Linked DNA regions of Mus musculus: region 1 is linked to region 2. The links are chromatin contacts, called in public HiChIP or PLAC-seq maps. All regions are on one chromosome and are shown on one strand. Each heading gives the region's core, a stretch centred on a gene start, on an enhancer-like site or on the middle of the called end of the contact. The rest is flanking DNA. Distances are from core to core; before and after follow the strand shown.

What was found. HiChIP or PLAC-seq counts read pairs in DNA pulled down with a chosen protein or histone mark.
Region 1: an H3K27ac HiChIP or PLAC-seq map of embryonic stem cells shows a contact between it and region 2, with 4 times the contacts expected there. The contact joins two enhancer-like sites. A contact is called at or near these places in 1 of 484 Hi-C or Micro-C datasets (trophoblast stem cells) and 4 of 115 datasets of contacts at active chromatin or transcription factors (all in embryonic stem cells).

What each region holds. Positions count from the first base shown.
Region 1 is chr1:105,490,490-105,494,374 of GRCm38.p6, forward strand. No RefSeq gene overlaps it. Among named protein-coding and RNA genes, the nearest start is that of Gm28403, 59 kb to the left of the region's middle. Within about 2 kb of position 1,277, at least 12 of the 459 cell types and tissues checked have an H3K27ac peak or open chromatin away from gene starts, as enhancers often do. A contact at or near this core is called in embryonic stem cells, where this site is marked.
Region 2 is chr1:105,069,752-105,074,025 of GRCm38.p6, forward strand. No RefSeq gene overlaps it. Among named protein-coding and RNA genes, the nearest start is that of Gm29012, 45 kb to the right of the region's middle. Within about 2 kb of position 1,575, at least 9 of the 459 cell types and tissues checked have an H3K27ac peak or open chromatin away from gene starts, as enhancers often do. A contact at or near this core is called in embryonic stem cells, where this site is marked.

The sequences.
Region 1 (3,885 bases), core at 27-2,526, 420 kb after region 2:
CTCCCTCTCCTCCCCTTCCCCCTCTCCCCTCCTCTCCCTCTCCTCCCCTCCCCTCCTCTCCTCTCCTCTTCTCTTCTCTTCTCTTTTCTCTCTTCCTTCCTCCTCCTCCTTCTTCCTCTCTCCCTCTCCCTCTCTCTCTCTTTCTCTCTCTCTCTCTCTCTCTCTCTCTCTCTCTCTCACATAATACATGACAAGAATTTTCAGTTCCTGTAGGCTACTACTTAGAGATCATTTGACTTAAAAGAATTAAGTTCTGATGAGGAGGCACATGAACACAATCCCAGCATTTATTAAGCAGAGGCAGCAGGAGCTCTATATTTTGAGGCCAGTATAATCTACATAGTGAGTCAGCCAAGAATACAAGGTGAAACCTTGGGCTGGAGAGATGGCTCAGCAGTTAAGAGCACTTACTTCTCTTCTGAAGGTCCTGAGTTCAAATCCCAGCAACCACATGGTGGCTGACAACCATCTATAATGAGATCTGGCACCCTCCTCTGGAGTGTCTGAAGACAGTTACAGTGCACTTATAATAAATAAATAAATCTTAAAAAAAAAAACAAGGTGAAACCTTTTTTTGTTTGTTTCATCTTTCTTTGTTTCTTCCTTCCTTCCTTCCTTCCTTCCTTCCTTCCTTCCTTCCTTCCTTTTCTTAGGTATTAATCCACATTTTATTAATAGATACAAATCCCAGAACAGAAATCCTGTTAGGAAAATTCTAAAAGTAATTCTTGGGTTTTCCATTCAAAATCCAAAAGCCAGAAAAAAAATTCTAGAAGAGCTATGTTCACTCTTCAGACAGCCTTGTCTGGATAGCTGCTAGAAAACACTCTAGAGTTTTAGAGTTGTGTTAGTTTTCTAAGTAATTCTTGAGATTTCTGACCAAGAAATCCTGTTAGAAAAGAAAGCTTAAAGAACTGTTCCCTGCTCTTTAGAAATCTCCAGACAGCTCAGCTCTTACTAAGGAAAACAATTCTAAAGAACTGTTATTGGTTTCTGCTAGCCCAGCTCAAGCAAACCAAAACCCCAGGTTTTTTTATTTACATATCAATTCAGTTATTTATTTCAGGTTCCCTTTTGATTATCCTATGAATCAGCATCAGGTGACCCCAGGTCCTCAATTCTTCAGAGATAGTAAGCCTTTTTTTTTTTAACTTGGCAAAAGAATTCAGAGATCTGCCTGCTTTTGTAAATTTAGCTAGGTGGGACTTTGCCCTAAGATTACCTACCATTCCTACCACACCTGGACCTAAATTCACTCTGTCCTAGGATGACCTTGAACTCGGGAATCTGCCTGTATTTGTAGCTGCCTCTCTTTGTATCTTTCTGACAGGCTGGCACATAGTATAGCTGCCTCTGCTTCTTTAGATCTGTGAAACTCCTTATACAATTCATATTGTGTCTTTATATTTTTGCATAGCTGAGAAATTATATATTTTCAAACTGATGTTTTCAGAGTCCTTTTCCACAGCCTTAAGAGCTGTCCTGAAGGTCCCAGTGTTTACCATTTTTCTGGGACACTAGCCACACCTTCGCCTCCCAGACTCCAGCTGTCTCTGATTATCATCGAGTCATTAACAGGGAGGACCTTCCTCTGAGGACCTTGAAAATATCTACATTATTATACAAACAAGCCTTATGCCTATGGCAGCCATCAACACTTGTGGGATGCCCTTTTTGATGGCCCTGTACTAGGGGCAGGAACCATGACATTCTGTCCCCACCAAGGCCATGCTGGACCCAACATAGCATGAAAAGTAATAAATGTGTGAAATGTGAATTTTGGAAAATTTGTGGTGTATGTATGTTTTGGGGCCACAAAATAAGTTTCTTAGCATGAAACGCATTTTTAAAAAAATTGACTTTGAAGGTCAATGGTTATAGTTTAAAGAATGTAGACAAGAGAAAACGCATGAATATCTGTAACCCTTCTTTTAAAAGGTGAGGTAGGGGAGCCAGAAAAATGGCCCAATGGGCAAAGACACATGACACCGAACCTAAAAAATTCAATTTTGATCCCAGGAGCCATCATAGTGGTTATTCTCTTGCCTCCATACATGAATAATGGCACAAGTGCAATCATACACACACACACACACACACACACACACACACACACACACACACACACGCACACACACACCCTAAATGTTTTTTTAAAACCCCAATAAAGCAAGAAATGATTATAAACACCTATCTCCATGGAGACTTCATTTTTACCATCGAATGAGTCATTAGTGAGCTTTGTATCTCAGACACTTATCACAGTTTACCACTCATATTTTAAAACTCCTCTACGCCCACCCTGCTGCATATGGCCACTGCTTGTTTGCAAAGAACGCTGATTTGCTTTCAAACAAAACTACTCCCATATGTTCATGATTCATTCTGTCCCTGCCTTTGCTTCATTTGTTTTACAGTTGGAGTTTCATTTTGAAGCTGTTGGGGTGACAGGAAGCAACTGGGGAAAGGAAGAATTGAGAGGAAGGGACCCAGAGCGCTGAGGAGGACACAGAGATGGCATAATTAAACTGCGGATTAAGCTTGCAAAAGGGCTCCGTGCCTGTTAGAATCAAAGAGCCCTTTAAAGATACACAAAATTCCTACATGAACCTATGCTGCTGGTTAGTTACAGTCAGGGAACCAGCATAGCACGAAAAGTAATATATGTGTGAAATGTAAATTTTGGAAAATGTGTGGCTTATGTATGTTTTTGGGTTAGAAACATACATACGCCAGAGAGGACATAGGAATGGAGAAATGTTGTCTAGTCTAAGTGGGTGAGAACCTTAGGAACCTCCGAAACAGTGTATATGCTGTGACATGAATGGTTTGAATGGTTGTTGGCTTGACACAAACCAGTATCACTTGGGAATCAATGGGGAATTGTCAGTGGTTCTCAGCCTTATTAATGCTGCAATTCTTTAATACAATTCCTTATGTTGTGGTTGTTGGTATCAGGACCTCCGAAACCCATGACATCACATAGGCAGGACCAGCAGACCTGTTGCCAAGGCAACAGCCACCATATTCCCAGAAGAGGGCGTCAGATCTCATTATGGATGGTTGTGAGCCATCATGTGGTTGCTGAGGATTTGAACTCAGGACCTCTGGAAGAGCAGTCAGTGCTCTTACCCGCTAAGCCATCTCTCCAGCCCTTTCCCACTTTTTCTTTCTGCCACCACCTTGTCTCTTTCTCTCCCAATAAACCTCACGTGGAACTCTTGGGCCTGGTGTAGTCCTTCTGAAGCTGCATGGTGTCCAAGATCATAACAGGGGGGACCTCCACCATACAATTAATTGCACTGCTACCTCATATGGGTAATTTTGCTATTGTTATGAATCATAATGTAACTGTCTGATACACAGGATATATGATGTGTGACCCCTATGAAAAGGTCATTAGAGCTCCTTCCAAAGGGGTTGTGACTCACAGGTTGAGAACCACTGCTCTAGACTATGTTGGCTTGTTGGCATACCTATGAGGGATTTTCTTACTGGGTTGATTGATGTGAAAAGACCTCCCTGGAATATGGCAATGCCAGAGTCTGGATCCTGGACTGAATAGGGAAGAGCATGACCATATTAATCGGTACTCTCTACTCTTGTGTGTGAACCAATCCGTTTGGTTTAACTAGCTGCCTCAAGTCCCCAGACTTTGACTTCCCTAGAGACAGACCATAACCTTGAACCATGAGCCAAATAAACCTTTTGTCCCTTAAGTTGCTTTCATTGGGGCAACAGGACAGGAAGCTAAGACACCTGTCTTTAAGGAATATTAATGCAATTGAAGAATGGACTGGGTGATGCTTTCTGATGTGTAACTTTACTAGAATAAAACATCACATAAAACTAGCTTATCCTTCTTATTCAGCCAATAATACTGTT
Region 2 (4,274 bases), core at 325-2,824:
GCTTTCGATCTTGGTAACTGCTAGGAGGAGAAAGCTAGAGAAGAGACAAAATCCAGCCTTCAAGAAAGCAGGTAGGTTCATGCTACAATACTGACATGTCATGCAAGATGTGCAGATTAGGGCTATAAAAACGTGAATCTTATGGAGGGTACTCAACTACTTTCTGACTGGATTTGAAGCCTGCTTCTCAGGAGGGAATTTATGTCTGGTACTAGAAACTTGGTCCAAACCCAGTGGATTGGGAGGTTATAAGCCCAAGGTAGGAAGCAAGGGGTGGGGAGTGGGGACAGAGGACGGGGGGAGAGGGGAGGCAGGGTGGATTGCCACTGTTGTTTTTGCTAAATAGACATATAGTTGAAATGCCTTCTGAACATTTATTTATAAATATTTTATGTTTACAGCTATAAACTAGTACTGGTTCTCAAAGTCTCCAAGAGCATCATGGGAGAGGAACAGGAAGGATGTAAAAGCCAGGAGATATGGGGGCATTCTGTGAAATATATGGGGTCATGCTGTGAAATGTTATTTTCTGAACACAGCATGGCTGTTCCACTCACAAACTCACATCAGCTATGGTGGCTTGAAGAACAAGAGCACAAAATGAATCCACATTCCAGTATGTACAAGGGAAGGGATCATGAGGCCTCACCCCGTGCTAAAGAGTATGTGTGTTCACTAGCTGCTGCTTTGGTGATGGTACCTCTGGTAAAAACTTTCCTATGATCCAGTAATAACCTCACATCCATACTCATTCAAGAAGCCCTAATTGAACTTGGTGAATCATTTTTTCACAGAACATAAAAGGAGGAGACACACCATGATCATGACCATGGCAACTCTTATATATTAAAGTATTTAACTGGGACTGGCTTATGGTTTCAGAAATTTAGTCCGTTGTCTTCATAACAGGGAACACAGCAGCATGCAGGAGATGTGGTGCTAAAGAAGTTGAGAGCTCTGGATCCTGGATCTACAAGCAGCAGAGAAGAAGAAAGACTGAGCCTCCCTAGGGCTTCTGAACCCTCAAAGTTCCAGACACACCCCTCCCAGTGACACACTTCCTCCAACAAGGACATACCTCCTAATCCTTTCAAATAGTGCTAGTCCTTAAGTGTTAAGAATCAGCCTCAGCTTGTAGAGACATTCTGAGGAAGGAGTGTCTGAGAGAGGCAAAAAGAATAACTCAAAGTCAAATTGTGGGTTACAAGCTGACAGCCTATGTTCTGCTTAAGAAAGCTTTCCAGACAGTCTCTCTCTCTCTCTCTCTCTCTCTCTCTCTCTCTCTCTCTCTCTCTCTCTCTCCATCCACCCAGCTTTTCCTTACAACGCTAAAAAACTCTCTGAATAACTCATCTCTTGGAGATCAAAAGTCTTTAATTACTTAACAATTCAATCCCTTTTGATTATCCCTTGAATCAGCATCCCATCTCCCCTGCACCTGGATTCTTAGAAGAGACAACAAGCACGTATTTTTGCATTGCAAATGAATTCAGAGATCTGACTTCCTTTGTCAAGTACAGACAATAAGATAGGTGAGTGGAACCCAACCCTGAAATTACCATTCCTAACATGCCTAGGCCTGGACCTAAACTCTCTCTGTCCCAATCTGCTGAACTTGGAATCTTACCCTTCAATCACCACTCCCTAGATCTCTTTATCGAAGCCTTCCACATTGTCTTTCTGACAAGCTATTTTTTTTGAATTTTGTGAAGCTCCTTATACAATTCATATTGCTACTTATATTTTGCATAGTTGAGAAATTATATATTCTTGAATTCATGTTTTTAGAGTTCTTTCCCACAGCCTTAAAAGCTGTCCTGAGTATCCTGAATGCATTTAACATTTTTGCTGAGACATAAACATACCCTTGCCTCTTAGACCCATGCTGTCTATATAGCATGGAGTCATTAACTTTAACAGAGGAAGCATTCCCTAAAGGAGGAACATGAAATTATGTACATTATTATACCAATAATCCTTATGCCCACAGGAATCATGAATATTTGTGGAGGCCCACAACCCCCTAGCTCTCCTCCAGGGGTAGGAAACATGGCATGCTGTCTGTTAAGTGGCCAAACCAGACTTGGTACGTAAGCATTCAAATCTATGACTCTGTGTGGTCATTCTTATTCAAACCATCACAGAAGACAACTGTTTTCAGAAGGACTGAGAGGGAGATGGGGGGAGATAAGAAGAGAGGGAGATAAGAGAGGGAGGGAGATGAGAGATGGAGGGGAAAAGAGACGAAGGGGAAAGAGAAGGAAGTAGAAGATAATTCTAATCAAAATACATTATATACATGTATAAAATTTTCAGAATAAATTAAAATTTACTTGAAAATAAAGTTGTAATACCATAAGTTTGAAAAATAGAAATTGCTTTTTCTTTGCATAAATTCCTGTTAATGTCCAGTAAAGGCTTAATATTGTGATTTAATGTATCAGAACTTTTCACATTTTTAACAGGCCTGGCAATGGTTGTTTGCGCATTAGAGTCTGAAAGCCCTGAAGTTTCTCATTTTAATCTGGATGCCTTAGTAGTCTCATTTGGGGCATGGGAGATCCCTTGAGAATTATTGATCTTCAATTCCTGTTGTAGATCTAAAGAAATTTGAATCTTTCATCAGCGGAGAATCACAGCAAGCACAGCGACATCTACAAGAGATTGCATTTGACAGAGGCAGAGGAAGGCTGGACTGTTCTGTCCTCAGGAACTTTTTATATCCTGACCACTCACTAAAGGCAAAGGTTTCCCACCGCGAAGGGGGGTTGACTTTCTCAAAATACTTCACAGACCCACCCAGAGTGACTCTTATTAGTTTCTAGATCCTGTTAGGTTGACAATCAAAATTAACTATAACAAAGGGTTACAGTAGGAAAATAGACAGGAAACTTGAGCCGGGTGGGACCTTTCTTTTTAGAAGGAAACTTATTGAAAGTCCATTCAAACCTGGACTTATGGAGCCAGCATCTGCATTTCCTTTTCAGATAAATATATTATTGCTATTTTTAGACCTGACATGTTCCTTTAAAACACTGATCACTGAAAAGCCAGATTCCTCAGCCATAAAAACAAAACAAAAAAAACCAGTTCCCTACTTCAGGACTCTGTCTATCTATCTATCTATCTATCTATCTATCTATCTATCTATCTATCTATCTATCTTTCTATCTATCTGGTACAAAGAACTAAAAAGTAATGTTGTTCTGTGACCTAATAGCCCCTACTATGTTCCTACTCAGTATCTGACTCCTGCACACTACCCCTCTATAGTTTTCTTTTTTTACATACCTCCCCAACATCATGTTGTCCATACTGGCTATCTTTTTTACTTTTAACTATCTGTCTTAGTCTGGGTTTTTATTTCTATGATAAACACCGTGGACAAAAACAACTTGAGGGAGAAGCTGCATATTTTGCTTACACTTCTGCATCACAGTTCATCACAGAAAGAAGTCAGGGCAGGAATGCAAGGACAGGAACCTGGAGGCAGTAGCTGGTGTAGAGGCTGCATCTGTTTCCATCTGTTGCTGGATGAAGCTTCTCTGACAATTGAGCTAGGGACCAATCTATTAGTATAACAGAATATCATTAGAACTAATTTCATTGATGATGATGATGTTGTTGCTGCTGTTGCCAGTAGTGTTTGGTTCTCTCCTATGTGTCTGGGCTATCCCACTGTGTTTGGTTCTCTCCTATGTGTCTGGGCTATCCCACCTCTGGCTCCTTGCCCTCCAGACAATCAGGTATGGGCTCCCTTTCAAACATGGGTCTAGGCTGGAACAGTCATTGGCTGGCCACTCCCACAATTTCTGTGCCATATTTACCTAAGCACATCTTATAAGCAGGACAAATTGTAGGTCAATGATTTTGTAGCTGGGTTGGTGTATCAACACCTCCATTGGAAGTTTTGCCTGGTTGCAGGAGACGGCCAGTTCAGACTCTTTGCTAGGAGTCTTAGCTAGGGCCATCCTCATAGATTCCTGGGAATTTTTATTGTACTAGGTCTCTAGCTTATTTCCTAGATTTCCCCCAGTTTCCAGTTGTCTCTCCCGGTACTCTCTCCCTTGCTCCCTCCTCTCCCAACTTGCCCTCAGTCCACCCACTTTTTTTTTTTTTTTTTTTTTGGTTTTTCGAGACAGGGTTTCCCTGTATAGCCCTGGCTATCCCAGAACTCACTTTGTAGACCAGGCTGGCCTTGAACTCAGAAATCTGCCTGCCTCTGCCTCCGGAGTGCTGGGATTAAAGGCGTGTGCCATCATGCCTGGCCAGTC